Regions from separate parts of the Triticum aestivum genome. Here region 1 is linked to region 2. A link is a contact called in public Hi-C data. All regions are on one chromosome and are shown on one strand. Each heading gives the region's core, a stretch centred on a gene start, on an enhancer-like site or on the middle of the called end of the contact. The rest is flanking DNA. Distances are from core to core; before and after follow the strand shown.

Region 1 (3,288 bases), core at 468-2,967, 160 kb before region 2:
CTGTAAAACATTTGGTAGGTTGAGCCTTTGAGCTAGCTGTGTAGCAATTGTTGATTTTCCAGTGCAAGCAGTTCCACACACCAAAATTACTAGTGGTACTCTTTGATGATGGAATCTGCAGTTAATGATAAATAGAACATAAACATGTTATCAAAATGACACTGAAGTAAAGCTTCTGCAAAGTAGACTTGACATGAAGACAACAATAATACTCCCTCCGTAAAGAAATATAAGAGCATTTAGATCACTCCTTTAGTGATCTAACCGCTCTTATATTTCTTTACAGAGGGAGTATAAGGTTAGCACCTTAAACTATGGAATTCATTATCATTAATAAGGTACAATTGAAAATAAGTCCGAGGGAGCCTATTCTAGTAAGGTTCCAAACATTATATTATTCAAAATAGAGCAGCCTTTCCTCCAACAACACACCTTGTCATCATCTTATACCGATTAATGTAGTCCTCTCCATATCCCCTTTTCTCCATTAGCTGTAAATAAACTAGTATTTTTTAAGTTAACAAAATAACAAACATGTCTATTTAAATGAAGTTAAAGGTAGTCACCTTGAAAAGGTTGGCCTCTAAGTCACTCTGTGAACTGCAGAAAACATTTGCTAGCATATAAGTCTAAAAATCAGGAATTGATGAATGATGATACACAAATTAGGTATTCAATTTGTTATCATGACAACAATAATGATTCGACAATATTATGTATGCGACACTTTCATCATTAGAAAACAAAAGAATAACACGTGGGAAACTGTTGAAGTGTATATGTGAATTGTCTAGCCTTTTCCATCGGTTCGGACTTTTGGTTGCGTTGGCTAGTGCATGAAGCTCAACATAAACAACATAAGGATCGAAAAATATAGAGTGAAGGGCGAACAAACATACACATCAAGAAGGCTGTTGTCGACGAGCAGCTTCTTGAGCTCAAGGGCAATCTTAATGGCGACGTGGTTCGGAATCTGAAGAAGGGGGCGCAAAAAGATGGCCAAAGCTGTTAGCTTACACCTTTGTACTGTCCTTCGTTGGTACTTGACATCGAAACTAGAACAGTAACTTGTTGGAAGCGTAGCATATTTTTCACTATTCATAATCAGTAAAAACAGAGGCATGGCAATGGTAAATGATTAAGGTGTGGGAGAAGGATTGGTGTGAGGAGGAGGAGGAGGAGGAGGGCGGGGGACCTTGGTGACGGTGAGCATCCTGCTGAGGAGGAACCTGGAGAGGACGTAGTAGTGGTCCGCGTTCTCCCCGAGCCAGACCTTGACCTGACGGCGCAACCACGGCAGACAAGTGATAAACGTGATGAGCCCGGACGGCGGGGAGTGAGGGAGGGATGGGGGATCCGGCCTGGGTGGGGAGGGGAGGGGAGGGAAGGACCTTGACGAAGTCGTACTTGGAGGAGGCGTTGCGGGAGGGGAGCCTGGCGGCGGAGGAGGAGCCGCCCTCGCCGCCGGCGTGCTCCGGCGGCGGAGGGTCCGGATCCCCGGAGCCGGAGGCGGCCCCGGCCTGGTCCTGCATCGGGCGGAGGAGGGCGCGACGGCGGCCTGATCGATCGGGGCGGGGGTGGATGCCTCGCCCTCGCCGCCTCGCTTCTTCTTCTTCGCTCGGCGGTGCGGCGGTGGTCGGCGGGTGGCGTCGCGTCGTCCGCACGCGCGTCTGCTTTGCAGAATCGGACACAGTTTCTTACTGTATTTTTTTTTCTAGAAGAAAACTTCGCTCTGTTTCTAATAATCTAGTAGGAGTAGTAAAATGTGATAAGACTATCAAAAACGTCTTACATTTAGAGGTAGTACTTTTCTTAAACAATACTACTATAAGTTTATCATTTTTTTTAGAAACAACACATACAGTATTAAGTTTATTACTTTCTTTTAAACCACCTGCTGGCCATACGCGCATCAGGAGTTTTAGAGCAACTACAGCCGGGCGCCTCAGATCCGAACATACGCCTGGGCGAGCCGCCCGATCATTGTCCGGTCGCGGAATTTTGACTCAAATGAGCCTCAAACGCCCGGGCTGATCGGCACCCATCATATCCAGCCCAAAGATGGGGGCACCCGCCCGTGTGTGTGTGCCCGGGCTAATCTGCCTCCCGCATCGCTGCTTGGCTGCCTCCGGACTCGCCGACTGGAGGAGGAGGAGGAGGAGCAGCCGGGAGAAGAGGAGGGAGAGGAGCTGGCTTCGATGGAGGTGGAGGAGGCGGAGCAGCCGGAGCCAGAGCTGTCGGGCTTCAACATGGAGTAGGCAGAGGAGGAGGAGGAGGAGGAGCAGCTGGGAGAAGAGGAGGGAGAGGAGCTGGTTTCAATGGAGGTGGAGGAGGCGGAGCAGCCGGAGCTAGAGCTGTTGGGCTTCAACATGGAGTAGGCGGAGCAGCGGGCAATCCTAGAGTCCATCCAGGATGATGCCTATATGGAGGCCAACCGGGCGTTCCTCCGGTAGGAGCATACAGAGGTGGAGTTCGCCATCCCAATCGGAGGAGATGGCGGTGCAGCAGGCCATCCTAGAGTCCATCCAGGATGAGGCCTGTGTGGAGGCCAACCGGGCGTTCCTCCGGTAGTAGCATACAGAGGTGGAGTTTGCCGTCCCAATCGGAGGAGATGGCGGAGCAGCAGGCCATCCTAGAGTCCACTCAAAATGAGGCCTATGTGGAGGCCAATCGGGTGTTCCTCCGGCAGGAGCAGGCGGCGTTGGACGCGCTCTTCGTCAAACTCGACGCGGAGATAGAGAAGGAGGAGGCCGGAGCGGAGCAACCGGAGGTGCCAGAGGAGCCGGAGCTGCAGTTGCCGAAGCCGGGCACGGAGATCGTCGACATCTCCGACGAGGAGTAGCTTTGACGTAGTACGTATGTTTATTTCATTTGGATGTCTTTGTATGTATTCAAGAATCTAGTATGAGATGTCCGGATACAACTCATGAAATTTGAGATGTGCCTGACCACTGCCGCGGACGCACCCGTGCGGGCGTTTGAGGCCATATTTGATATATCCGACTGTAGATGCTTTTAGTTCTAGTATTTCTCGTTTCTAGGTACGTCTTACTATGTCATTCAGTGGACGAAGCTTATCCATAGAGAAGTTATGTTAAAAAGGTAAAGTAGGAGAAAATCTATCTACAATATATTTTCATTTTTAAGAGGTATTACCTTTTTACCAAAATATAAGATGTTTTTGCAGTTCAATTTGAACTAGTAAAGCGTCTTATATTATGGTACGGAGGAAGTATATTTATCAAAAGCAATCATATTTGGGACTAGGGTAACAACTTAGTAGCTCAT
Region 2 (3,174 bases), core at 134-2,633:
ATTGCAAATGCACATGGCAGGTTGAAATTGTCGAGATCTCATCCTATATCTTGGAATCCAATCATGCATTATTATAAAATATTTGAAGAATTTGAATGCATGATGAAAATTGATGTATGACGAAATATAACATGCATGGACATATAATATTAAGGATCAGAGCATCATGCATAAGTGAAGTAGCAAAAGAATCAGACGACCAACAATTATTAAGTTACAACTCATCAATGAACGAATCGAATGAAAAACCAAGAGTTGCAACCGAGCAAAACACAACCCATATAAAGACCCGCTTGAAGACTAAGTCAAATTTCTCCCCTTTGTCATCAAATGACCAGAAGGAGATGAAACTAAGGACTAACGCCGGCTCTCCCGTTGATGATTCAAGATAATAGGTCACTCATGAGCGACCAAGCGCGTACCCCCTGGCTCTCCAGCTGCATAGATGGGCCGACCCACTAACTCATATTCCGGTTTTGGAAACGTTCTAGAACCTTTCGAAACCCTTTTTTTCTTGTTATTTCCTCTAGTGTTTTTCTCCTTTTTATATCTTTTAATTTTCTTTCTCTTCTCTTTTTCCAATTTTTTCATTCTTTTGTTTTCTTTTTTGTCTTTTTCTTTCCAAAATTCATGAATATTTTCTCAAATCCAGGAACTTTTTTTTCAAATCGGAGCTGAATATTGTTTGAATTCCAAATTTGTTCATCGGATTCAAAAAATGTTCATATTTTCTTCAAATTACAAACATTTTTTCAAATTTATGAATGATTTTCTAAATCATGATTATTTTTTATATTCATGAACATTTTCTAAATTTATTAAAATTTTCTAAATTTGTGATTTTTTTGAAAAGTGCATAGTTTTTAAATCATGAAAATAATGAAGTTTTCCAAATTCTGCACATTTTTAATACATGAGTGTTTTTAATCCGAGAGCATTTATCATTCCCCAAACATTTTTTCAAATGATGACCTTTTTACAATTCACAAAAAAATGTTTTCAAAATTCGCAACTTTTTTGAAATCCTGAATTATTTAAAAAAAGAAAAAACTGACAACAGAAAAAGGAAAAAAGAAAGAGTCATCCCGCCGTGCACATGGGCTGGCCCATGAGTGTGCGCGAGGGAGTGGGGGCCCACACTTCCCTGTTTTCTGGCGTGTAGGTCGCCTTATAGGATCTCCCCGATACATTCACCTCTCTTATGTAGGCTGATAAACGAGAGCGGCGATATAGCTCACGAGCTCGCCTGCTCCCGCTGGGCGTGCGAATCGAACAAGGACGTGTGGTGCGGTGCATTGAATGCGAGCGTAGAGGGTAGCAGTGGTCTACATACAGTGGAACAGTGGTAAACGTTCAGGCGCCGTTTGATATGACGATGTCGTCACGGCATAGCGTGCACATGTTCCCACTGTACAGGACGCCGATGGTTTAAACCGATCTCTGCACCACTCTGATTAAAACGTGTGGCTCAGTCACCCTGACTTCAGCTCTTTGGTCAGCATCTTGACTTTTAACTCCTTGGATCATTACAGTCAGTTAACACAAGTGTGATAGTACAAAGTCCAAGCATGCACGGTGCAACCAGTAAAGTATGATTCGGCCACGCTGCAGAAAAAAAAAAGATGCCATGTAAAAATAGTACTCCCTTCGTTTTTAAATAGGGAATCGTTTGCTTACGGCAGTCCGGCCGAGCGTTCGGCCGGTCGCGCGCGAGCCACTGTATTGATCACGATCATGTGGCCAGCAACAGCGCCATGGTAGACCCCACACATAGCTTTTTCCCTTTCTTATCTTCACGTAACTTTTCTGGTCCATTCGTTGTCGCCATGACTCTCTTCCTCTCATCTGAGCCATCTCTATCCTTTTTCTTCACCAACCAGCCATGGCACCTACCGAACACAAAGCTCGGCGCGCACCATGGTCCATGGGGGTGCGTCTCGCCTAAGATCCTCACGCCGTTGTAGGAAGCAGGCCAACCGGTGAGGCCCGTAGGGGCAGCTGCCACAGGGGAGGCGTCCATTATGTTGCTCGCAGGCGGATATGGCGCTGCCACCGGTGACCGCGCGAGCTGTGAGACAGCATCGGTCATGGAGGCAGCGAGCATAGAGAGTTGCAACCGGTGTTAGGGAAAGCTGCAGCCAATATCAGGGGGGAGTTGCGACCATTGCCAAGTGTGGTGATCACGGGGTTGGCAAGGACATGGAGTCGCTGCTACGAGCAACAATCGGCATCGCCGTTTTTGCTACAAGCTTCTACCGGCATCACAATTTGCTACAACCGGTGTCTCCATTTGCTACAACCGGTGTGGCATTTTGCTACATTGCACAAGCCGACGTCGGGAACTTTGCTACAATCGTGTCACGCCGTGCTACAACCATCGTTTCAAATTGCTACAACCGGCGGCAGTGCAAGCTACAACCGGTATCTCGACTCAATGGCGAAGATGATTTTTTGCTGGAACCGTTGCTTGATTTTGCTGTAACGGGTGCTCATTTTTGCTAGAACCGATGACTGAGATGTTACGGCTATGAGATGTGACCGACAAGTTGTGGCATCAGACGTGAGCGGCGATGAGCACGCTGGCGAGCTACAACCAGCCATGGAGTTTTACTGGAACCGGCTGCTTGGCGTGCTGGAAACGGCTAAGTGGTGAGCTGCAACCATGACGATGTTCTTGACCGCGGCGGTGCCTACGCGGACAGTAGGGATGTGGCACCACGTTTTTGAGGAGCTGCAATCGAGTTCGTGTTTTTGCTGGAACCAAGTCTTGTGGATGCTACAATGGTGACCACGGCGTTCTGCAACGATGGGCGTGGCGAGCTGGATTCCTACAAAGCAGGATGTTGCAACCATGCCTGCGGCATGCTGGAACCGTATCCCTGTGATGCTACAACGGCCCCGCGGCGAGCTGCAATGATGGCGATGGCGAGACTTGTTTTTTTTTTCTGCACGTGGGGGAGATGCTACAATGGTGTCCGTGGCAAGCTGGAATCACGTCTGCAAGATGCTACAACGGTGACCATGAACGAGTTCAGAACTGCGGCCATTGGGGAGTCACCGGGCTACCGCCGGCGAGTTGGCTGGCGCTGCAATAGAAGCATGCGGAGGATATGTGAGGGAGGAGGTGGTGCAGGGGCGCAGGGGATGGACATGGCGTGGTGGGGGCAGGGCAGG

What was found. Hi-C and Micro-C count contacts between places; a contact is called where the count stands out from the background.
Region 1: a contact with region 2 is called in a Hi-C map of leaf, with 3 times the contacts expected there. The contact joins the promoter of LOC123093958 here to the enhancer-like site in region 2. A contact is called at or near these places in 2 of 5 Hi-C or Micro-C datasets (both in leaf).

What each region holds. Positions count from the first base shown.
Region 1 is chr4B:659,043,768-659,047,055 of IWGSC CS RefSeq v2.1, reverse strand. It overlaps LOC123093958, which reads right to left and starts at 1,717. Exons shown (of 17, transcript XM_044516019.1): 1 at 1,392-1,717; 2 at 1,196-1,279; 3 at 900-973; 4 at 567-600; 5 at 433-491; 6 at 1-115. The coding sequence starts at 1,532.
Region 2 is chr4B:658,881,855-658,885,028 of IWGSC CS RefSeq v2.1, reverse strand. No RefSeq gene overlaps it. Among protein-coding and RNA genes, the nearest start is that of LOC123089701, 20 kb to the left of the region's middle. Within about 2 kb of position 1,383, at least 7 of the 8 cell types and tissues checked have an H3K27ac peak or open chromatin away from gene starts, as enhancers often do. A contact at or near this core is called in leaf, where this site is marked.